Linked DNA regions of Mus musculus: all the other regions are linked to region 1. A link is a contact called in public Hi-C and promoter capture Hi-C data. All regions are on one chromosome and are shown on one strand. The core of a region is the stretch at or near the end of the contact, and the rest is flanking DNA. Distances in the headings are between cores, read along the strand shown. Region 1 holds the start of Ube2o (ubiquitin-conjugating enzyme E2O). Region 2 holds the start of Usp36 (ubiquitin specific peptidase 36). Region 3 holds the start of Cyth1 (cytohesin 1). Region 4 holds the start of Socs3 (suppressor of cytokine signaling 3). Region 5 holds the start of Syngr2 (synaptogyrin 2). Region 6 holds the start of Atp5h (ATP synthase, H+ transporting, mitochondrial F0 complex, subunit D). Region 7 holds the start of Tnrc6c (trinucleotide repeat containing 6C).

The links. Promoter capture Hi-C pulls out the DNA fragments that hold promoters and counts their contacts. Hi-C and Micro-C count contacts between places; a contact is called where the count stands out from the background. Capture Hi-C pulls out chosen DNA fragments and counts their contacts.
Region 2: a contact with region 1 is called in a promoter capture Hi-C map of liver, with 4 times the contacts expected there. The contact joins the promoter of Usp36 here to the promoter of Ube2o in region 1.
Region 3: a contact with region 1 is called in a promoter capture Hi-C map of pre-B cells, with 3 times the contacts expected there. The contact joins the promoter of Cyth1 here to the promoter of Ube2o in region 1. A contact is called at or near these places in 2 of 39 promoter capture datasets (liver and pre-B cells) and 1 of 9 other capture datasets (embryonic stem cells).
Region 4: a promoter capture Hi-C map of liver shows a contact between it and region 1, with 4 times the contacts expected there. The contact joins the promoter of Socs3 here to the promoter of Ube2o in region 1. A contact is called at or near these places in 1 of 39 promoter capture datasets (liver), 1 of 484 Hi-C or Micro-C datasets (B cells) and 1 of 115 datasets of contacts at active chromatin or transcription factors (astrocytes).
Region 5: a contact with region 1 is called in a promoter capture Hi-C map of liver, with 4 times the contacts expected there. The contact joins the promoter of Syngr2 here to the promoter of Ube2o in region 1. A contact is called at or near these places in 3 of 39 promoter capture datasets (hippocampal neurons and liver) and 1 of 115 datasets of contacts at active chromatin or transcription factors (pancreatic cancer cells).
Region 6: a contact with region 1 is called in a promoter capture Hi-C map of liver, with 2.5 times the contacts expected there. The contact joins the promoter of Atp5h here to the promoter of Ube2o in region 1.
Region 7: a contact with region 1 is called in a Hi-C map of B cells, with 7 read pairs. The contact joins the promoter of Tnrc6c here to the promoter of Ube2o in region 1. A contact is called at or near these places in 1 of 39 promoter capture datasets (liver) and 1 of 484 Hi-C or Micro-C datasets (B cells).

Annotation. Positions count from the first base shown.
Region 1 is chr11:116,579,930-116,583,209 of GRCm38.p6, forward strand. Ube2o (ubiquitin-conjugating enzyme E2O) reads right to left here and starts at 1,518. Exons shown (of 18, transcript NM_173755.3): 1 at 1,083-1,518. The coding sequence starts at 1,484.
Region 2 is chr11:118,288,516-118,291,795 of GRCm38.p6, forward strand. It overlaps Usp36 (ubiquitin specific peptidase 36), which reads right to left and starts at 1,729. Exons shown (of 21, transcript NM_001033528.1): 1 at 1,442-1,729.
Region 3 is chr11:118,246,783-118,250,062 of GRCm38.p6, forward strand. It overlaps Cyth1 (cytohesin 1), which reads right to left and starts at 1,776. Exons shown (of 14, transcript NM_011180.4): 1 at 1,657-1,776. The coding sequence starts at 1,678.
Region 4 is chr11:117,967,879-117,971,158 of GRCm38.p6, forward strand. Socs3 (suppressor of cytokine signaling 3) reads right to left here and starts at 1,488. Exons shown (of 2, transcript NM_007707.3): 1 at 997-1,488; 2 at 1-440. The coding sequence starts at 352.
Region 5 is chr11:117,808,121-117,811,400 of GRCm38.p6, forward strand. Syngr2 (synaptogyrin 2) reads left to right here and starts at 1,547. Exons shown (of 4, transcript NM_009304.2): 1 at 1,547-1,683. The coding sequence starts at 1,585.
Region 6 is chr11:115,418,465-115,421,744 of GRCm38.p6, forward strand. It overlaps Atp5h (ATP synthase, H+ transporting, mitochondrial F0 complex, subunit D), which reads right to left and starts at 1,455. Exons shown (of 6, transcript NM_027862.1): 1 at 1,428-1,455; 2 at 1-52. The coding sequence starts at 43. Kctd2 (potassium channel tetramerisation domain containing 2) reads left to right here and starts at 1,662. Exons shown (of 6, transcript NM_183285.3): 1 at 1,662-2,042. The coding sequence starts at 1,704.
Region 7 is chr11:117,652,680-117,655,959 of GRCm38.p6, forward strand. Tnrc6c (trinucleotide repeat containing 6C) reads left to right here and starts at 1,610. Exons shown (of 22, transcript NM_198022.2): 1 at 1,610-2,007.

The DNA of each region.
Region 1 (3,280 bases), core at 268-2,767:
CTGTCTAGGCTTGAGGTGAGAATATCTTAATTTCCAAACCAATCTGAACAAGTTGGCAAGGTTTACTCTCAAAATAAAGTAGAATGGTTTAGGACGTAGCTCTACGTCAAAGTGCTGGAGGTTTAGCATCAAGTTCCTGGGTTCAACCCTCAGCACTGCAAAAAACAGTGACTTAACAGCCTTCCCCCAAAGCAGATCTCTCACTTCCAGGGACCTGATTCATGCTTAGAAATGTTTCCTGATGGGGAGGGGCAGGACAGGAGGAGCTGTGAGGTAAAGATATGTGAGAGACAGATACAAAACCACACACTCAGGAAAACAAGCCTGCAAACCAATCTTGGCTTAGGTTTATGATGTCAGTCCGCTCTTGTAGAACTGCTCCATTCACAAGCCTCTTTCCCGAACAGTGGGAGAATGTGGTATTTGCTTAAGAGCCCCAGGTTAAAACCAAAAGAACGAAAAAACAAGATGCAGCTTTTCCCATTGGTCCCTCTCTCTTCTGTCCACGATTTCATAGGCCACCCCACCCCAAGAAGTCCTAGACACCCAGTCGCAGCTGCCACCATCTCCCTCAGTACTATTAATATCATGGCCCTGGACTGGTTCATCATTTCCCTCATAAAGTTCTCCGAGGCAATTCAAAGGATGCAGAGGGGTTACAACAAAAAAGACGTGGGGCCGCTGCCCCACCATGCATTCCGTCAGCATCTGCTCAACTTCTTGGGTTTTCACCTCTATCTTTGTTTTGGAATACCCACAGCCAAGCCCTCCCCGGCACGGCCTTCCCTTCGGAAAGCACAATGCAGCACGGACCTCCTTTAGCGGTGGGGGTTGTAAGCAAAAAACGCCGCACTAGTGTAACGCCGAACGCGCCTCAGCGCCCGAGGAGGTCCCCACGGGCATCCGTGCGCGTCCATCACCCCGAGGCCAACACCACAGCCGAGCATCGCTCGCAAGGCCCCTCCCCTCGCCCGGAGCAGCCCTGCCGGCGTGCGCGCCCAGGCCGGTGTGATGACGGTGCACCGGGCGACGAGGCGGCGTTCCCCTCCCCGAGCCCTGCCGACCGCCCCGGCCCGCCTCACCTTGGTCTCCTTCACATGCTGCTTGACGCCCTCCGGGTACCACTGGACGCGCACGTAGCCGCGCCGCAGAGGGCTGGCCCGGCCCTCCTCGTGGCCCGCGCCCCCGGCCTCGGAGCAGCCCGAGCTGCCGCGGCCGTCATCGTCGCCCTCCGAGTCCGAGTCCTCGCCGTGGATGAGGCGTACCAGCCCGAAGTGCACCGAGCCGCGGTAACGGCCGGACACCAGGTCGTGGGAGAACAGCAGGCGCTGTGAGCCTGCTTCGGGGCCGGAGTCGGAGGACGGCCCTGAGGCCGAGTCCGTAGCGGGCGCGGGCGGCGGGGCGGCGGCGGCGGGGGCTGCGGCCGGGGTCGGGGCGGCGGCGGCCTGGGCCTGGGCGGGTGCGGGCGCTGCGGGATCCGCCATAACTGCTCTGCGCGAGTCTCGGGCGGCGGCAGCAGCGACAGCGGCGGCGGTAGCGGCGGCGGCAGCCTAAGGCGCGGGGAGGCGGGGCCGGCGGCGCGGGGGCGGGGCCGAGCGCGCTGACGTAGGCCTGCGTGCCGCCGTCGTTAGGGCGCCGGGATGCTGTTGCTAGGAGCCGCCGCCCGGTCGCTAGGGGACGCTGAAGATGCTTGGGGCGGGGGTGGAAGGACTGCCGCGGGGCGTGGCAGGGCTGCAGGAACGAAGATGGATTAGGGGCCTGAGGAAGGGTACTGGTCTACCGGAGTTGAGGGGCGGGGACTGCACGCAAAACTGACTGTAATTTCTTAAAAAAAAATTATGCCCGGGTCTGACGTGGTGGCCACGCCTTTAACCCCCAGCTCTCAGGAGGCAGAGGCAAGCCCATCTCTGTTTTAGGCCAGCCTGGTCTCAAAGCAAGTCCAGGTTACACAGAGAAACCCTGCCTCGAAAAAGCCAAACAAGCCAAGCAGTGGTGGCGCACGCCTTTAATCCCAGCACTGGGGAAGCAGAGGCAGATGGACTTCTGAGTTCTAGGCCAGCCTGGTCTACAGAGTGAGTCCAGGACAGCCAGGGCTACACAGAGAAACCCTGTCTCGAAAAGTAAAAACAAACAAAAGAATAAAAAAGCCAAACAAAAATTTTTTAAATGCGGTTTAGTTATGACACATGCTTTTAATCCCAGCACTTGGAAGGCAGAGGCAGGAGGATATCTGTGAATTCGAGGCCAGCCATGACTTACAAAGTGAGTCTTGCAAGGCAGTGGCACACACCTTTAATCTCAGCACTTGGGAGGCAGGCGGGTTTCTGAGTTCGAGGCCAGCCTGGTCTACAGAGTGAGTTCCAGGACAGCCAGGACTAAACAGAAAAACCCTGTCTCAAAAACAAAAACAAAAAACAAAAACAAAAACAAAACCCAAAGTGACAGGGGAGGGTATAGGGGGCTTTGGGGATAGCATTTGAAATGTAAATGAAGAAAATATCTAATAAAAAATGCCTTTAAAAAAACCAAACAAAGTGAGTTTCAGGACAGCCAGGGCTACAAAATAAAACCAAAATAAATAAATAAAATTAATTGAAATTTAAAATTTTATATATATATATATATATATATATTAGAAAACCCCTGTCTTGAAAAATCAAAAAAAGGTGGGGGGGGGAGAAAGAGAGAAAGAAAGAAAGAAAGAAAGAAAGAAAGAAAGAAAGAAAGAAAGAAAGAAAGAAAAGAAAAGAAGAAAAGAAAAGAAAAGAAAAGAAAAGAAAAGAAAAGAAAAGAAAAGAAAAGAAAAGAAAAAAGAGGCAGAGTCTTACTATGCAGCCCTGACTGGCCTGGACTCTCAGAAATCCACCTATCTATGTAAACTCACACTGTAAACCAGGCTGGTTTCAAACACAGAGATCTGCCAGTGTCTGCCTCCCTAGTGAGTACTACAGGTATGTGCCCTCACTCCTAGTCAGTCAAGTTTAGCAAGCACCCTTGGCATCCTAATCAAGTTGTAGCCCTGCAGAGTGACTGCATCTTCATCTTCTAGATGCCCACATGTGCCCAAACTCATGTACACAGATATCATCACAATAATTTTTTTAAGTTGTTGTCAACTGGGTGTGGTGGTGCATGCCATGAACATGTGCCTAGAGGACAGTCTAGTTGGGCACGTGAAACAAATACTCATTAAATAGCTGAAAAAGCAGCTCTAAGGCAGCTTGTAAGCAAGGCTGTAATAGATAGGTATAGAGTATGTAGAGTCCCGGGTGGAACTTGG
Region 2 (3,280 bases), core at 479-2,978, 1.7 Mb after region 1:
CCTGCCTCTTCCTCCCGAGTGCTGGGATTAAAGGTGTGCACCACCACTCCCGGCTGGCCCCATCACTCCCGGCTGGCCCCAAAAAGTTAAGTGTTTTCCGTCCATTCAAACACACACAGATGCAAAGGATGGTACAATCAGCACAATGCCACCATCAAGGGCTTAAGACAACTGCCTGACCAATCTTGGTTCACCTCTTCATTCCCAGGTTGCCTTGCAGAATGCCTCAGAACTCCATCTAACCAACGCCCCCACCCCCAACAGAATGCAGATGGGAGGTGGCCTGGCTTCTGAAAATCCCCACCACACAAACATCATTTTCAAAACCACACATGCCTCCCTACGGGGAGGTGAGAACTTTGTCCTGGCCCAACATGGTTCAGGGATGAGCAAATGGGAACACTAACCCAAAGGCATTTGCCACAAGGGCCTTAGGACCAAGGCAGGCTACTCAGCCAAGATCATTTTTGAAGCTATAGCAGGAAAAAAGTGTCTATCATTCTACCTGGAAGATACGGCTATGTGATGTAGGAGCGAGAAAAATGTTCGTGTAGTTCCCAGCAAACCCTCTAACATGCACACGCAGCACGTGTGACTCTCAGGCCAACCGGGATGCTTCCTCGACCCAGGTCTCTCAAGGACTAGGATACTCTGCACGCCCAATTTACATATCTAATTCGGAACTCAAGCCTGGCTCCTCCCTTCTGACAGATGTCATTTAAACAAAGCATTTCCTTCAGCTCTTTAAGCTGTTTTCCAAGAAATACTCAAGTCAGATTCTCAGGGTCACTTACATGCTGGCGAAGACAGAGCTGGGGCCTCCAAGGCATCCCACCGCAGAGCATTCCAAGTCAGGGAACAGTTGAACTACATGCTCTTTGGCATCCTCAGGCATCCAAGGTGCCTCCCTGTCTTAGGATGCTATTCCACCATCTCCATCACCAAGGGTCACGCCACAGACGCAGGCAGGCTCGCGCGCGCACACACAATCACACACCATAAGCAATGGGCATTTTGGTTAGAATGCTATCCTGCTATTACATTTCGGTGTGGATCCGTGTTAAGGATCTGACCCTGCCCTAGTCTATAAAATGGACTACAGCTATACCTCCACCCTAAGATTTCCAGCTCCGGGAACCTTCAAAGGAAAACCCGCTCTGAGAGAACAACCGCGATCCCAGCGACCTCACGTTCCAGAAGCTCCCTGGGATGAAGACTGATGCAATTCCCTGGCTACGCTAGGGTTTACAGGCACCCCTCACATCACCTGTCCCTTCCTCGGAGTCCCTGGCATCCCTTGTTCCTCCAAGTCCCTCGCACCCCAACCTTCTCCAGTGTTGCCCTACGCCCCTCTCACGCCCTGTCCTTCCCGGCGATCCCTGTCCCTTGCGTCCGATGTTCTTTCTGCGTTCCCCGGTGCCCTCGCCGGCCACGCACGCACCTGTCAGCCTTCGCTGGAGTCCCCAAAACCCGCGGGTAGAACGCGCACCCTCCTCGTCCCAAGCCCCGCGGAAGCTCCTGCGCTCCGCCGCGCCCGACCTCGACCTCCTAGGCCTCTCGGGAACCCGCGGAAGGCCCGCGCAGCACCAGCGTCCGATCCGGGCCGGGCCAGCATGCGCACCATCCGGGCCTCCAGAGCCTCACACACGTGTCACCACGACGTTTAAAGGAGCCGCACTGCAATGTGCTCCCTGAGTCCGCGTGAAGGGCACGTTCGCCTTAAGAGGCGGAGCTAACGGCGACTTGTCTCCCTGGACCCTCCCTTCTCTGCTATTCGCGACGCACACGTCACCCCTCCGCCCCGCAGGCCTGCCAGTCTACGCGATGACGCAAGCGCGTAGAGCTAAAAGCTCCGGAAGCGTCCCGGAGTCCAGAGACCCTGCTGCGGCTTGGCGTGGTTCCCGCGGTGTACGCGAGTGGCGTCACTTCCGCTTGCGTGCCTGACATTGCCAGTGCGCAGGCCCAGTGTGCTGCGGCGAGGAGCTCAGGGCTCACGTTCAGTGCAAGCCACCGAGGCTTTGAAGATTCACCGTTCGTTAGTTCTTACCTGCAGGCGTCCTTTTGAAAAAAAACAAAAAAACAAAAAAAACCCTAGCAAGCCGGGCATGGAATGAGGCCCTGGGTTCCATCCATCACTGCATGAAACAGGCGCTGTGGCACAAGAAAGCAGTTTCTGCAACTCTGAGGAGTGGAGGGGGTGGGGGATGATCAGAACTTAAACGTCATCTCTGGGATCCTTGAGATGCTGGCTATAGCCACTCCACCGCTTAACTTAAGTGGCCAAGGCTGGAGGATCATTGGAGAATGTCTTCTGGACCACGTAGCAGAACCTTGTCTTTAAAAAAGGGGGTGGGAGTGGGGGCTGATGGGGTAGTAATGGCAAAGACCAAATCCTGTTAGCCTATACCAATGTCCCTTTTAGAGCTAGAAAGATGGCTCAGAGGTTAAGATGGCTTGTCGTTCTTTCCAAGGACTTCCCAGCACCCATACAGTGGTGGTTCAAAATCTCATGTAACTCTACATGTGGCAGACACATATGACCTAAATTAGAAAAAAAAAGTTCTCTTAGTTTTAAAAAGATTTTGAATTACATACGTATAGGGGAAGAATATCTGAGTGTAGGTGCCTGTGGAGGCCACTGGTGTCTCATCCTCTCTTAGAACTGGAATTACAGGCAGCTCTAAGTTGTGAGCTCCCAGTGTGAGGGCTGGGAACCAAACTCTGGTACTCTGTAAGAGAAGTAGGGGCTATTAACTATTGAGTTCCAGTCCCAGAATCCTCCCTCTTTATTTAGACCGACTTCTTTGTTCTCTGACCACTCTTTGTGTCTGGCTGGAGCTGGCTCTATAAACCCACTGTTCTAGGCTGGCTACAATGAATTACTGCTTTTGCTGTCCCGAGCCTGATACAGTTCCTGGGAAATTCACTGTTTTAGCACGCTTCCTGTGTGGGAGCTGGCACCTGGCATAAGACCTAGGTTTTTAATCCAGATGTTGTTCTAATTAGCCTGTTACTTTGCAAATTTCTCTTACTTGGAGGCTTGATCTGTGGGGACAAAAAAATAAAATAAAATTCAGAGTCAGTAGCTCAGTTGGCAGGTAATAAATTTAGTCCCCAGGCTGGGCGATAGTGGCACACACCTTTAATCCCACTCAGGAGGCAGAGGCAGGCAGATCTCTAAATTCAAGGCCAGCCTGGTCTACAGAGTGAGTTCCAGAGAGCCAAGGATACACAGAGAAGCCCTGTCTCAAAATAAATAAATAAATAAATAAATAAATAA
Region 3 (3,280 bases), core at 526-3,025, 1.7 Mb after region 1:
AGTCAAAGAAGTCACTATTAAACCAACCAGAACAGCAGCTCTTGCCTCACCCAGCGGGCAATAACCAGGGGAGGGTAAGAACAAAGCTTGGCAGAACCCTGGCACCCAGGGGACAACAAAGGACAAGGGGGAGAGAAAAGAGCAGTGGGGAAAGCCAGTGAAGGTTTCCAACCGAAGAAAAAAACCCTGAGGGTCCAAGGGGGCCGAGCAATCCCTCGGGGCCTGCCTGCAGGTGACTGCTTTTCTATCACAAAGGAAGGCACACACCATGTTTACCTGGAAGGTAGCAAAAGCCGGCTTCTTCCACTGAACAGGAAGGCACAGACCTCTAACATTCAAGGAAACAGTCAGTGTTCACACATCTGAAGCTCTGGGAGTTGTTAGCCATAATCCTCATGGCTTCACCGGGTCAGGGTTCTCTAAGGGCTCCCCTGCAAAGCCCTAACACTCTTCCCTCTTGGTACTTTAATATTCCTCACCAGAGTGTGAGGAGGCAAAGTTACCTGTGAGGCAACACACCGGAGTTTGGCTCCACTAAGCCGTATAAGCTTGTTAAGTTCCTGAGCCATACTTCCCTGCCAAACCAGTAAAAGGTCACCACTCGCCCTACCTGCCATTCCTTCTTCCATTCCTCCTGGAAACAATGCTAACAACCACGTAAAGCATTTCAAATAACCTTCTACAACTCCAGAGACTGCACACCCTCGGAGGGACCAGAGCCCTGGCTGTTCGCCAACAAGCAGCAAGGTTAGCCAGGAGAGTCTAAATCGCTTCTGCCCTGGTGGAGGATGTGGACTGGTGTCATTACCCGGCTACCTTCAGGCAACAGCTCAAACTTGATCCCCTTGCCCGGTGTGGTCAGGCCCTGACTGACAGACCAGGGGACCAGGAGCTAATTCACAATGCGACGGTAGCACGAACCTGACCGACGTCCCCGGCTCAGAGGCCCCGGTCAGGCCACTTGTGTTCATCTCAGAACAAAGAGCTGGATGGGGCACATAACTTCTAACACCCCTGAGAGCCGGAAACTACTAGGGAACACAGGCCGGCCGGGCGTGTTAGTCCCGCGGCCGCTCGCGGCGTCTGCCACCCCGGTGACAAGCAGCAGGCGACTCGTCTTAAAGACTACGACCCCGGTCACCTGGCCCTGACTCCCCTCGGCACCCCGGGGCTCCTCAGCATCCTCATGACCCTCAGCGCTCCGGTTAACCCCCGCCGCGGAGACCCTCTAACCCCGGCGACTCCCCTTCCGGGGCCCCTAGACTCGCAAACCTCAGCCCCAGCGACCCCCAGGCCCGAGTAACCTCGGTCCTGGAGCCCGAAAGCAATTCCCGGTTTTACACCCGTCTCCGTCGGCGCCCTCAGGTTCGGGCGACCCCTGCCGTGACCCTCCAGGCCTGGGTGACCCACAGCCCCGGCAACCCTCAGGCTCGAGTGACACTCAGTTCCCAGCGACCCTCAGGCCCGGGTGACTCTCAGTTCACGGCGACCCAAAGGTCCAGGCGACCCTCAGCCCCGGCGACCCTCAGGCCCTCGAGCGTCTGGGCAGTCACCCCCGGGCCCTCGCACTGCCGCCACCCGGCGCTCCGCGTCCCGTCCCAGGGACACCGGCGCAGGCGGAAGCTCACGAAGGGGCAGCGGACCGGCCCCACTCACCATAGCTGTCATCGTCCTCCATGGTGCTGGCGACCGGCTCCGGCCCGCGACCGCCACTGACCTCCCGCAGCCCGCGTCCTGCCAGACACCAGCTCGCCACAGGCCAGCTCCGAGCCGCGGAGCCCCGCCCCCCGCACCGCGCCCGCACTGCCCAGCACGCGCCTGCGCACGCGCCGCCCGAGGCACCGCCCCCGGCACAAGGTCCCGCCCACAGCCAAAACGCGCGTGCGTGAACGCCCTCTAGGCCCCGTCCCCTTGAGGACCTCTTTAGTTTGCGTTTACGCAAGCGCGGCACCTAGGCTCTGCCTATCTATGACTCCGCCCCCAAGTCACGCCCTCTCTCCTTAGGTACCGCCCCCTCTCCTCGGGGCAGGGCAGTTTCGGGTTTCAAGTTTCACAAGCGTGCGTAGGCCGCGGGCGTGGTTTACTAGCCAGGGCCAGCGTCCAGCCACTCGGCTGGTTAAACATACTCAAGGTCACGGGTATAACCCGAAGGGTAAGGTGGCCCTAGCTGTATCCGCCTCGGACACCAACACGTCGAGGAGGAAATTACCTAAACTCATCTGTGTTCGTTACTTATACTTCCTACCGGCGCCAAGTTGCACAGGAGGACATAACTTCCAAATTAGTAGCCTCAATTTACAGGCTCTGCTGCTTTCTTCGGGAGGACCGGTTGATCCCCCTTTGCAGTTGTGGCCAGGGGCTGCTTCTGTGGAGGTGAGAGCATTTATGCGGTAGGAGGTCTCTGCAGAATTAATCAGTGGAAGCACCAACCAATGATCTGAAAAGGCCCTTAGGGAACACCCTGTCCTGTGAACTCTAGCCAAGTGACCAGCAGGGAGTGCATTGCAGCTCAATGACAGAGCACTTGCCTAGCAATGTGAGAGACCCTAGATTGCATCCCAGAGACCAGGGGAAAGGAGAAAACTAATTCCCAGACTCAGAGGGTCTTATATGGGCTGGGGCATCTCTGGGTGGTAGGTCCCTGTCCAGGATGTCCTCCACCACAGCATGCACAAACCCTTCTTACCCCAGAAAGGCCTGGGGTAGTGGTGCTTGCCTGTGGCATACCTGTTGTTAGTCTAGCGTCCCAGGAAACTGAGGCAGGAGGACAATATAGTGAAACTCCACCTCAAAAACAAAACAAAACAAAACAAAACAAAAACCTACAAATACAGCAAAAGAGACACTGGGAAGTTTTGGGACGGGTCTTCCTGATTGAAACAAAGACTTGAAATCCCCCATGCAGCCCCAGAACCAGCCTTCTACCCCCACAGCTCCCTCTCTCTGCAAATCACTGCCTGTAGAGGGTTGTGGGAATCTCTGGGCTTCTGCAGGGCATGAAGGGGCCAGGCCAACCACATGGGGAGGAAGGAGAGTCAGGTCTTTCCTTGTGGGTCCTTCTCTTCGCTGGATGGGCTGCAGCAATCCTTTCTCCCCCATGGCCAACAGCCTTAGTCTGTAATTGCTCAAAATCTCTGTACAACTTAAATAAATTTAAATTCCCCAGTGTGCCACCTTATACCTGTGTCCTGTGGCAGACATGCTGCAGTGGGTATATGCATATTTTCTGAGAAAGATATATGAGGAAAATTGACAGAAATGAAAGGGGAGGTGGAGAAAG
Region 4 (3,280 bases), core at 238-2,737, 1.4 Mb after region 1:
CGAAGCGGGGAACTGGCTGCGTGCTTCGGGGGTCACTCTGCAGCGAAAAGCTGCCCCCCTCACACTGGATGCGTAGGTTCTTGGTCCCCGACTGGGTCTTGACGCTCAACGTGAAGAAGTGGCGCTGGTCCGAGCTGTCGCGGATAAGAAAGGTGCCCGCGGGCTCGGCGCTGAGCAGCAGGTTCGCCTCGCCGCCGGTCACGGCGCTCCAGTAGAATCCGCTCTCCTGCAGCTTGCGCACGGCGTTCACCACCAGCTGGTACTCGCTTTTGGAGCTGAAGGTCTTGAGGCGCAGGCTGGTGTCCAGGGGGCGGCTCATCCCGGCGGCGGGAAACTTGCTGTGGGTGACCATGGCGCACGGAGCCAGCGTGGATCTGCGCGGCGGTGGCTGCAGCTGCTTCGCGGCCTCCGCACAGCGGCCGCTACCGCATCCCGGGGAGCTGCAGAGAGCAAAGCGTGAGGCGCGTGAGTGCCCGGAACCCTCCAGCGTGCCCGGCCCTCCAGCCTCCGCCTAGCGCCCGGGGCACCCCTTTGCCCCGCTTTAGACCGTGTCTCAGGCCCAGCCACCTCGCGGAACTCGACTGTCCTCGGTCACTGCCGGCCAACCCCAGACAGTCTCTTCCCCTGCCCGCCCTAGGAGGACGCCCAGAGAAAACTCGCGCGTGGAAGTTGGGTCTCCAGGAGCGCGGCCAGGATGGGGAGAGACACAAGAGCCCTAGGGACGCTCAGGGCGCCTCTCAGTCCGGTGTCCTCAGTGGCGAGGGCGAAAAAAGGGGGGTGCCAAACCCGAGATATGTGAGAGAGGGGACAGGAGAAACCCGAGGGCCCCAGTCTGAGTATGACGGGAATCAGGGATCTTCGGTTCTCATCCGCTCTGCCCCCTACCTCGTCCCCTCCCTACCGGGAATGACCCGGGAAGGGGAGGAGAAACCGGGAAAAGCTCCCGAGCTGGACCGAGGCCCCCACCCTTCCCCACACCGCGCCCCTCCTTCCTACCTAGTCCCGAAGCGAAATCTCCGGCCTTGGGGCTGCGCCTCCTATGGTCCCCGAGGCGAGGCGGCGGCCAGCAGTGGCTCGCGCTGCGCCCAGATGTTGGCAGCCGTGAAGTCTACAAAGGGGCTCCCCGTGCGTGCGCCCCCTCTGGCTTCGCTGCTCCCCGGGCCGATGAGGCGCACTCCTGGGCGAATCAGGCAAAGGACCTGGGCGAGGGACCTCGACGGAGAGCTGGGCCGGGAAGGGGGCGTCCGGGAGCCCGGAGAGACAGCGGTCGTAAGAGCAGGCGAGTGTAGAGTCAGAGTTAGAGCCGCCTCGGAGGCCGCGCGCGCGGGTATTTACCCGGCCAGTACGCCCCGCCCCCCGATTCCTGGAACTGCCCGGCCGGTCTTCTTGTAATGTTTAGTCACTACTCTGCACTGAAAGGCTGTGCGCGGAGGGCGAGGGAGGGGCCGCGGAGGGCGGGCTTGGAGCTGGGGCCTCCAGGACCCGCCGAGACTCACCGAGAGGGAGACAAAGCGCGGCGCGAGGCTGCCCGACCGGCGGGCGCGGCGCCAGCCTTGGCCGAGCGTTCCTGGCAGCGGCCCCTCCCCCGCGCGCTCCGCCCCCAACTTCTCATTCACACTTTCCCCCCCCTCCCTTCTAAGAAGGCTGGTTTCTGGCAGAGGCGGGGGCGTCGCGATGGGAGCGCGCGGGCAGTTCTAGGAGGCCAGCCGGGAGAGGCTCCCTCCTGGCACCCCTTCCCTTTCTTTTGATCCCCGCGGGGACGCTCCCCTCCCTCTGCACCCAGGCCACTCCGAGGTCCTCATGTACAGTTCCAAGCATCCCGTGCCAACCAAAAGGGACGTAGGACCATTCAGCCACCAGCCCACTGGGGACCTAGGAAGTGGAGGAGGGGGATGCGCGACATTTACCTGTAGACAGGTCCAAAAGATGAAGCTGTGAGATCCAGAAGTGGAGGAGACACTGACTTAGAAGCAGCTACCTGGCCTCAGCTCATCCGCCCATTGCCTGGTTCTTCGGTGACAGACGTGGGTGCTGATGTCCTTTGGGGAGTGGGGTGGGAGGAGCAGCTAACTACTACCTTATCACTCATCTGGGCCTCCCAACCTGCGTGGCGAACTGTGGGTCCGCCCAGGTACTCTCGGCGCGGTGGGGGAGCTAGAGGAAAGAAACCCTCATCCCATGCTCGTCCCCCGAGTCCACCAGAGGGCGCGCTGGAGTCTTGTAGGCGAGCCGAGTTTTGCTGTTTCCCAGGCTCTGTATAGAGAGAATAAGAGGTTGTGGGGCTCCTTATTCAAGAACAGGAGTGGGGAACCCAGAGAGAGAAGCCTCACTTCCCAGGACAGGGTCAAACCTGAGAAGGAATGTCGACTAGGAGGACTGTCCACAGAGCGTTGTAACGGGTTCAGCCACTGCCTGAAAGTCGCTGAGGTGTCAGAATGGACCCTCTCTTGCCTCTACGTTTTAAGGTGTCTGAACTTTCCCGATGGTGGGGTGGAGAGGGAGTATTGATAAGAGCAGGTGATTGAGGTGAAAGGTTGTTTACTCCTGGTCACGTGAGTATCTATAAAGGCCTAGTGTCGAGTTTTGCAACAGGCAGCAGGAAGTGGCAGCCACCTGAGAACCAGCTAAGTGACACACAGTGTCTGCTCTCAGTGGGCTTTCTGACCTGCCCTCTTGGATACCACAGGCTTCTTGTAACACCAGTAGGAGGGCAAACTGACTACACAGAGTAGCTTGGGCTAGGAGGGAGGGCTGCCTGCTTCCCTTCTGGCCCACTGTGTCCAATCTGCTCCACTGATGCTGAGGAACTAAGAGAGACCAGGGCAGGTGCACTGCCTCTCTGGACTCAGTCTTGTTATCTGTTAAATAGGGATGGGTGCCCATCTGTCCCCCGCCCCTGGCAATTCCAGTAGTCAAGAGGCTTAGGGGCCTTATTTAAAATATCTCACACTGGTCTGATGAGCAGATGCTCACAGATGGAGATCCCACAGGTGAGGCCCAGTCCTTGCCTTCGAGTCACTCTCAGGCTCCCCAAATGGATTCTCCCTTTCTCTGTGAACAAGCCCTCCTTGATCTCATTCAGGGAGTGTTCCCCAGCCACTGCCTTGACCGTATGCTTCTGAGCCGAGGGCAGTGGAGGACAGGGAGGACTCTTAGGAAATAGCCCTGGAGTTAATGGATGGGAAAGTGCTTTGTAAATTACAATGCTCTGCCACGAGTCAAGTTCATTCATCCATTCCACAAACCCTGACTTCGTGCCTGGCTCTGTCAGGCCTCGGGT
Region 5 (3,280 bases), core at 297-2,796, 1.2 Mb after region 1:
TGAAGGTGTTTGCTGCCAAGTCTGGGATCCTGAGTTCAATCCCAGGGACCCACCCTGTGAAGGGAGCAAGCGCTATGTCTTACAAGGTGTCCTTTTTATGACATGTGTCATCTCGTGTGCTCTACCCACCCACCCCAGGCACAAACCAATTACATGTAATGATGTAATGGCAAAAGGTTGGTTTTGGTTTTGGTTTTTTGAGATAGAGTTTCTCTGTGTAGGAAAGAGAGAGAGAGAGAGAGAGAGAGAGAGAGAGAGAGAGAGAGAGAGAGAGAGAGAAAGAGAGAGAGAGAGAGAGAGAGAGAGAAAGGGAGGCTTTGTAGGAAAGTCCTGACAGCCAGTTCTCCTTCATCAAACACTCATGGCGTGTATGAACAGATTTTAGGAGGTAGCCCTGGGCTCACCTACCAGCGGCTTGTCACAGGCTCTGTTAGTGTGGGGAGGGTGCAAATAGACGCAGATAGACTGTTAGAAGGCCCAGTCTCTCTTGTGCCTACTCCTGTCTTCTCCCGAGTGGTGACCCTTCTGGTGGGGCAGGCTTCTGCCTCAGTTTCCTTATTGTCCAGCCCCCCTCATTACTGAGGTGAGTCTGTCTCATTATTCATTATCCATTGAAGTGACTGTGGTAAAGCCATCTTGTCATGACTCCATTCTGTGTCACTTCTCAGCCCTCTACACCCCTCAACAGCCATGGTCTCCTTGGGAACAAATTTGTGTTGTCAACAGAAGGATATCTGGAGGCCTCTTGGCGGCCAAGGTGAAGCCCTGGGTTGACACACGACCCCTTCCGATTAAGCATCAGGTTCCCTTTCTAAATGTTATTGGGGGACAGGGGGAGCTGGAGTCTATGACCTAGTGATCTCATTTGTTTTAATTTTTAAAATTACAATCCTCAGTATGTGTGTACTTGAGACTAGATCTCAGATAGCTCAGGGTTGTCTTGAACTCCTTATTCTCCTGCCCTCTTTCTCTTCCTGAGACAACAGCCACCAGGTACTTTGCAGCATGTGATCACGATGTCTAGAAATCTGCCCTTCAGAGCCCTTTGGCTTTCAGGCTTAGCTCCAGAGCAAAGAGTAGCCAGAACTGTGGGGGCCATAGTTATTAATTACTACAGTAGTCCAGAGGTTGGAACTGGGGGCCTCTGATGTGCTAGGCAAGAGCTTATGCCCCAGTCCTTTGGTCTGGAGCAGAATGGTGAAGTGACATCCAGGTATTTACGAGCCTGGATTCTGGATTGGTGGGATTTGGGTGTCTGGAGGGCTTATGGGAGAGGACCTTCACCAGGGCACTGTGTAAGTAAGAGTAAAGTGGGAGCCGCCTAGGATGTCTCTTCTTGGGGACTCTTTGATCCTTTCTGGATGAACTCAGTAGGACATATTTCCCAGGGGTGAGCTTTTCCTCCCCCTTCCGCACCCTGGCGCCTCCTGCGAGCTCCAAGTTTTGCTGCCAACTTCCACGAGTTTGGAGGGGCTACTTCCCGGCGGTTGGCCCCGCCCTGTCGGCGGCCGGACCCGCCCCCGTGGGCGGGGCGGGGCAATCCGGCTAGTTCCCGGCCATCCGCGGCTCGGTGGCGAAAGCGACATGGAGAGCGGGGCCTATGGCGCGGCCAACGCGGGCGGCTCCTTCGACCTGCGGCGCTTCCTGTCTCAGCCTCAGGTGGTGACGCGCCTCGTGAGCATGGTGAGTCCACCAGCGAGGACCCGGAGCCGGGCGTCCTGGCTACCAGGGCCCGTGGGGCCGCGGGCCGCAGAGCGCGACAGGTGGCGGCGGCTGCGCGTCCTGGGCCTTTCGGAGAGCGCGGGGCCCCGTGCCCCTCCGCGTCTCTGTCCCCTCCAGCCCGTGGGTTTTGTCGCCTGTTCCACTCCGGACCTTGTCTCCCCAACTCCGGGCCGGGCCCCGCCGCACCCTGGACCACTGGTCCAGGCCGCTCTGGTGCGGGACGTCCCCGAAGTTCTCCGGGGAGGCAGGCCTGTCGCCTTGTTGGCATTGGGAGGGACCGGAGAGGGGCACGGCACAGCAGGTGGCCGGCACGCCGCGGCTCCCAGCCTAGGGAATTCACCTGGAAGGGACTTTCTGCAGCCACGTGGGGTGCGAGGAGGGGGATTGGCCTGGCACTCTGAAGGAGAGTTTCCTTCCCTCTCAGAGGCTAGCAACAGGTCTGCTTTCCCACCAAATGCACTCCCTTCCCAGAAGCGGGGCGAGCCCCCTTGTACCAGGCGTGCGGGGGCAGCTTTCCATACCTTGGGATGAAAACACTGAAAACTGAGACTTTAGCTGCCAGATTGAGGGTGGCCCCACTGCGCCCAGGGGGTCTGGGCCTGGAGCCTTGGAGGTGCCCTGGCTCCCCGGAATCTCCCAGCCTAGCGGTGGAATCTAGTGACTCCGTCCTGGGTTGTACCCTGTCAGTCAGGATGGCAGTGCCAGGAGCCCTGACCCATACTCCGCGCCCAGTCCTGGAGTTCCGGCTTCATCCACAGCTGGGGGCGGGGCTTGTGACTGCCAGTTCCACAATCCTATTGAGAGCGTCCCCGCAGGATCGCTCTGGTCCTGCAAGTCTGGAGGCAGCCAGGTGCCCACAGACTCAGTTGCATCTGCCGCCTTGACGTGGGCTTGGCGGTGGCCTTAGGGTGTGGGGAGGAAGCGAAATGACTAGGACGATTCCAAAGGAGCTGCTTTCCAAACTTTGGCCAGTCTCTGCTGGTGACTTTCCCACCTCTGTCCTGGCTCCTGCGGGATCTGAGTCTGGCTGTGGATCTGACCACCCCAAGAACCTTGCTCTGAGGGGAACCGTTGTGGGGGTGGAGACTAGTAGTTCTCTGGAGGGGAGGGGCCGACGTGCCAAAGAAGCCGGAAGTCCTTGTAGGGAGAAGGCTGGCTGACTGGGGAGTCTCTTGCTTTAGGGGGAGTCTTGGAGGGAAATAGGGCAGCTGTTGAAGGGTGTTCTGGAAGATATTGGTTGATGCTGTAGAGTTGACTTGGGGCAGGGTGTTGGGGTGAGGGTTAGATGAAACACTGAGTTTCACCTCCGTGATTTTGTGTCCCATCCTATTTAAAACTCATTCAAATGGGAGGTGGTTATCAGCATTGAGGCAGCTGAGGCAGGATTGTCATGAATTTCAGGCCAGCCTGAACTTGAGTGAGATCCTGTCTTTTTTATTTCTCTTTACTTATTTTTATTTTGTATGTATGTTTGCCTGCATGTATGAAGGTACACCAACCACGTGCATGCCTGGTATTCAGAAGGTGGTTGGTTATCTTGTCCTCTGGAATTGGAGTC
Region 6 (3,280 bases), core at 205-2,704, 1.2 Mb before region 1:
ATACCCAATCAATGGTTTTTAGAGCAAGTTTACGCCCAGCCATCTTGGGATACTAGAAAACAAAACAGCGCCTTTGGAGAGAACCCCTGAAGGAGACCATTCCAGAGAAATACAAGTCGTTAAGAGACGGATCAGCTCAAGCATTTGATGGGTATATATATGCAACAGATGAAAGAATTCGGATTTAAACCAGGAAAGAGGGCTAGGGATGTAGCTAGTTGCTAGAATGCTTGCCTGGCATGGACAGAGTCCTGGGTTCCCTCTCCAGCACCAGAAACACTGAGGTAGAGGCAGAGAATCAAAGTTCAAGGTCACATGAGAGATGTGGGAGCTTGTCTCAATACATCAAAATAAAGCTCTACAACCCAGAATATAAACATGTTCTCTCCTACCAGGCTGCCCTTCCTCTATCCCAACTCATTTCTATTCTTTGCAGACACTTCTAAAGGAAGTCATAAGCTGCCCAAAGGCTAACTAAGCTACTGTGTTTTGGCCACTGACTCTCCACCACAACCCCGGCCATTCACTCGAACTGTCCTGCCCAGGTCATCCTGTCCACAGCACACATACTGTGCACTTTCAGAGGCATTTTTACACAAATGATACTGTGAAAAGAAAGTGACTGAAGCGGTCTTGAGACCAAAACAAGACGAGATACAGAAAATAACTATGAAGAGAGCCAACCGAAAAGTGGAAACCATCTACACAAGCTCTGAGTGGGGGATACCTTCCTATCGATCAAAGTTGTCAAATGCCGGTCTCTCTCCTTCCTTCCTTCCTTCCTTCCTTCCTTCCTTCCTTCCTTCCTTCCTCAGTACAGCTTACGTCTCTAAGAGACAGAGACAGAGACTAAGACAGTTGTCAAGTGAACTAAGGATGCCAGAGAACGAAGTGCACTGGAGAAAGCAGGAGTTACAGACTTTTTGTTATCTGATTCATCTCTAGCGCTGGTTGTTTCTCAGACAAATTGGCCAGCCTGCTCTCATACACAGGTCATAAGCATAGAGAATGACCAATAGTTAATTAGATCAATCGGTAAACCTCATGAGGAATAGGAATCCTCCATTCGAAGGGAAGGACGTAGAGTTGAAGTCTGCTAGGTGTCTTGTCCTCTCTGAAAGTTACCACCCTAACTCTGTGATGCTTTCCCGACCCCTAAACTCCACTCCTGAGATCGCCACACAGTGTGAGACAAAAGTCTGTGGCAACATCTAAATTCACGGTGATTGGCTAAGTCACTGCCAGGCCCCAGGCTCGCCCCGCGGGAAAGCGAGCAGGGCAAAGCAGTGACCTCGGGCGCTCTGCTAGCGGGGCAGCTCGAAGGCCCGATGTCCTCCGTGGAGCTGGAACAAGTGTGGAAGCGAGGTCTGGAATACAATACAAAAGAGTCCGTGGAGATTCGACCCAACACCTCAGACCCCACTCACCTTCACCGACCCCCGGCGGAGTGCTCTCTCTCCAGCAAGCAAGGAACGGAAGAGAGTTGCCGGAAGTTCTCTCCTTGGCCAATCCGAACGAGCAATAGGCGGGTCTCATGTCACACTTCAGCCAATGAGCATGGAGTCCCGTCCTGGAAGGCGGGCGCGGCGCCTGCGCCGTCGGGGTCCCTTTTCCCCCTGCCCCACGCCCGCCGATGGGCCGGCCCGGCTCTCCCCGCCGAGGAGTCGGCCGGCCCGGCGGCGCGCGGGCAGCGGCGGCCCAAGATGGCGGAGCTGCAGCTGGACCCGGCAGTGGCGGGGCTGGGAGGGGGTGGCAGCAGTGCGATGGGCGACGGCGGCGGCTCGGGCCGCGGACCCCCCAGCCCTCGCCCTGCGGGCCCGACACCCCGCGGACACGGCCGCCAGCCCGCCGCCGCCGCGCAGCCGCTGGAGCCCGGGCCCGGACCTCCGGAGCGGACGGGAGGCGGCGGGGCCGCCCGCTGGGTCCGGCTCAACGTGGGCGGTACCTACTTCGTGACCACCAGACAGACCCTAGGCCGGGAGCCCAAGTCCTTCCTCTGCCGCCTGTGCTGCCAGGAGGACCCGGAGCTGGACTCCGACAAGGTGCGCCCCGCCCTCGGGCGCGCCCCCGGGTGTTGGGACCCATTCCAGGCTGGTGCTCCGATCTCTGGGACGCGTTTCCCTCCAGCGGGTCCTGCAAACCCGGACTTGAGTCCACTCTCTTCCCCCCGAGTTAGCACTGGCCACCTCAGAATGATCTCCCGTCCCAGTTCTGCCCCATCTTCAGGCACACTCCGGTTTCCCTTCGCACCCCGCTCTTTTCTCAGCTGCTCCTGCGTGGAGTTGTCTACCTGCACCCACGGGAGCCCCCTTCGTGCTCCTGTCACATTCCCTGCCCCTCCTGGGGACCACCCCTTCTCAGATCTGCATGAGTTTTTCTTTGGCTCCCGGGCGGCCCCCTGCTGCTGGTGCCAAATGCATTCAGAACTGGGTCAGGGTGAATGACCACATCTTGGTCACTTTCGGAGGACTCAGGTCCTGTTCCATCCCTGTGTAAAGTGGTATTAAACTCGGGGTTTAATGATAGCGTCCACTACTGAAGGCTGCAGGAAGTGCTTGTGATACATCCTGTGGTGGTGATAAAATCCTGGTCCCAGACCTTTTGTGCCGTAACAGTCACCGTTTCGGTACATTTTTGAAAGTAAATGCACTCCTTGGAAAGATGGGCTGATAGGTTAGGACCCAGAGAATGTGTAGCGTCAAACACAGGGTTGAGCAGTGGCAAGACGTCATTCATTTCCAGTTTGAACTGTAACTTTTGCAGGTTGACCTTTGACTCTCAAACGCATCCATACCATAAAGCACTCCCATGGTTAGTAGACTTGCATAAACCCTTAATCAGTTTCATCTGTTCTCTGATACCAAATTGATGGGAACCTTAAGAGATTCCAGAACTCCTGTTTATAGGGAATTATTTTTATATACCCTAAATCTTCCTTATGGCCAACACAAGCCAGTTTCTTGTTTCTTTTACTGTAAAGATGAGTAGGATTAAAGTTGCTCTGAGCCAAGTCCTGGCAGTACCAAGCTTCCTCTGGGCACAGAGATAGGGTGTGTGAGATTGCAGCTGCCAGTGCAGACTCCCACTGATGTTGGCCTTGGGCTCAGGAGAACTGCCAATAGAATGGAAGTTTTCTCAGAATTAGGACTGTAGTCCAGGGGCAGTGAAGGAGTCAGAACGCTTAACACAGCTATGAGATTTCCTTCATCCCCTCCCTGTAGCTGGTACCCTACAGAAGAATGTTAACAGAATGTGGGTCTACCCAGTAAATAAAGGCCTG
Region 7 (3,280 bases), core at 360-2,859, 1.1 Mb after region 1:
GCCTGTGGAATCTGTTTCTGCTCCCTCAGCACTGAAATTACTGGTATGTGCTACTATGCCAGGCTTTTAAATTGTGTGTGTGTGTGTGTGTGTGTGTGTGTGTGTGTGTGCGCGTGTGCTCAGATACACCAGCACCAGGGAATGACCCCAGTGCTTTGAACATGCTCAGCTGACACTTTACCTCTGAGGTACACCCCTCTTCCTCAAATATTCTTTCTACCACCACAAGTCCATATTCCAAACTATGAGTCTAATTTTCATTCCAAAAGATATAGCCCACCTTTTCTAGTGGTGTTAGGATATCTAAGGTAGGAAGAGATCCTTATTGTGCCAGGCTAAGTAAGCTCGAGGGGAGGGGACGATCACAAAGAAAGCTGGAAGAGAGGAGAGGTCATGGTCACAAAGTCAATGAATGGCAAGGACAAATGCTAAATGACGTCATTTTGGTTCAATATTCCAATAACTGAAGTTTTACAGTGTTGTTTGCACCCAGACTCTGGGCTCCTCATGGATTTAGCAATCTACCTAGTGCATGCTGTGTAACTGCAGGATGCTATTTGTGCTCCTTCCTGGATCATGTGATAATATCTGGACTTTTGAGACACAAAAGATACAGGTTCTCAGCAGTCAAGAATTAAACTGAAGTCAATAAAATGCTGAATAGAAAAGGCAGAAGTCTCTGTGAGAGCCACATCTGCCATCAGATCTTTCTAGGGGATATGGGTTTGCAGGATGAAAAATACACAACAGACGTTTGAAGCCGACTTCGGAGAGTAAGTAAATCTGACGACCAGAAGGCTTAAAATATAATAGAAAGAAAGGAGTGTACAGAGCTCACGGGACCCTGAAGGGAAACGAGAGCAGCAAGTCTGTTGTGTCCCTTTTCTCCACAAACATTTCAAAACATGACACTGGCGGCAGCAAAACTGCATCTCGAAGGTACTACTAGAGCGTTGTCTCTTCTTCCAGACGGGAACACATAGACAGGGAATGGCCTCTTACAGCACTGACAACTTTCAGAAGCATCGCGGATCTACCAGAACATCAGGGTCGGGAGTGGTGGTGGAGAGGAATTAGGCTCCTTCCATCACCCTCTGTGGAGAAAAATATGAGCTTTCAAAATCTTCCCGTGGCTTGAACAGAAACTTGAAAGGGACTCTACGGAGCGCACAGTGCTTCGGACCTTACCCACCAGATTATTACGTATATGTATACCAAGGAGGAGCCAAAGAATGGAGGACCACCGCGGGCTTCCCAGAGCCAGGAAGAAAATGCGGGGTGTGTAGTCTCAGCCCAGGGCTTGGGGTGGGCAGGTTGCGTTCGCTGTAGGGTGGAGTAGCTGCGGGGAAAGCAGGCCTCCCCAGGGGGCTGCTTTGCAGCCGGGATTGTTTGGCTCGCGTCAGAGCAATCCCCGGGGAGCCTCTGAGCGAAGGAGGGGGCCAAGAGGATGCCGCGAGGAGCGCGCAGCGAGCTTCTAGGCCGCGTCCCGCGCACGTACGAGTGTGCACCGTAGGGAGGTACAGGGCGTGTGCACGGCACGGGCCGGAGGCGCGCCAGTGCGTGCGCCAGGTTCAGGGCGCCGCTGCGCAGAGGGCCAGCGCCGCCGGGCGAAAACGCTGCGCAAACCCGGGATACGGCGGGGCGCAGAACCGGAGAACGGAGGCGGCTACGCAGAACTGAATCTGCGGCCCTTTGGTGCGCAAGCTAACGCGGAGTCACAGTGCCCAAAAGCGTGAAGGCAAGCGGCCACGGGAGAATTCCGCACGGCTCTCCGCATTGACCGGGAAGGAGCGTCAGCTCCGAGGAAAGGCGCGCGTCCGAGGCGCGTGAAGAACGCGCAGCTCGCACCCCCGCGCGCTCCACGCGCGGTCTGGACGACCACAGCGCGGGCGGGTATTAGGGGAGAAGGAGGAGGCGTGGTCTTTTCGTGACGAACCAATGGGATCGGGAGCACTGCCTGGAGGCGGAGCTCAGGATCAGGGCGCTGATTGGCCATTCCGCCCTCCGGTATGCAGATGCGGTGGGAGTCACGTGCCGGGGGCCGGTACGACTTCCTGTTGGAGGCCCACGCGGGGCGGGGCCGGGGGCGCGAGCGCCGCGTCTGGCTGGAGCGGGGGGAGGGGGGTTCTTGTCAGTTAGAGCAACAAGATGGCCGCGGTGGCAGCTCCGCACCTCAGCGCGACGGCCCCGGGAGCCGCAGCCGCCGTCGCCGTCCGCGTCGCCGTGCAGCCCTGAGAGCCGCCGGGTCACCCCGGCCGCCCCCGTGACAGGCGGTCCTCGCGCCGTCGCGCTCCCGCCGCCGCCGCCGCGGGCCCGCTCGAGCCGGAGCCTGAGGCGGAGGGAGCGGAGCGGCCCCGCGCCCAGCCGCCCATCGCCGTCCCCGCCTCAGACCCGGGCTGCGTCCGAGCCGCGGCCCGCCGAGACTTAGGAGCAGGGCGCGTCGCGGCGTCGCGGGCACTGGACCTGGACCTGCCGGGACGTGCCGCCGCCCACCCGCCGCCCGCGCCCGGACTCGATCCTGCGGCGCCGGCACTGAGCGGGCCCCCGCCGCCGGAGCGCCCCCGAGGGCCCCGGGCGGCCGAGAGCGACCTCTCCACCGCCAGGCCCGCGCCGCCGGAGCCCCGCGGAGCCGCCGCCGGGGACGGAGCCCAGGTGAGAGCGCCACCGCCGCAGCGCCCGGAGGTCTTCGGGCCCTTTGTTCGGCCGAGCCGGAGCGCGGCGGCCCCGAGCTACCCGCGTGCGGCGCCGGCCGGGGTTGACGGGCGGAGGAGAGGCACGGACTGCGAGCTCCTGGCCGGGCGTGCGACATCGGGATGGGGACCCAGGGGTCGGACACTTAGCCGTTCCCCCCAACCCCCGCGCTCGCTCTCTCGTTCTCTTAAAACTAATGCAGTGGTGGATGATACCCGCTCCCCTTGCATGGTCCCCTGCAGACCGTGCGTTCCCAAAGGGTGGCATACACCGATCCGCAGTGTGGCGTTGTTTGGTGAGCCATGGGCGACCCCGAGGGCCCCCTACAGTTGTGAAATGAGGTGGATTTATTTGTAACGGTGTTGCAAACGGATTGCGGAGTGCTTGCGTGCTAGGAAGACGCACCGCCACCGCCGCCAATGCAGCTACCTCGACCGGGTTAACAGATAAGGAAACCCGAGCGCCCCGACGCCGTCTCTGCTTTTTTAGGGTAGCTTGGTCCGCGGCTTCGCCAAGTAGGTGAGATGTAGCGAATGCTTCCGTAGCAGTTAAAACCTGCAGATGTGGACCTGAAGCTGTCCCCCACCCC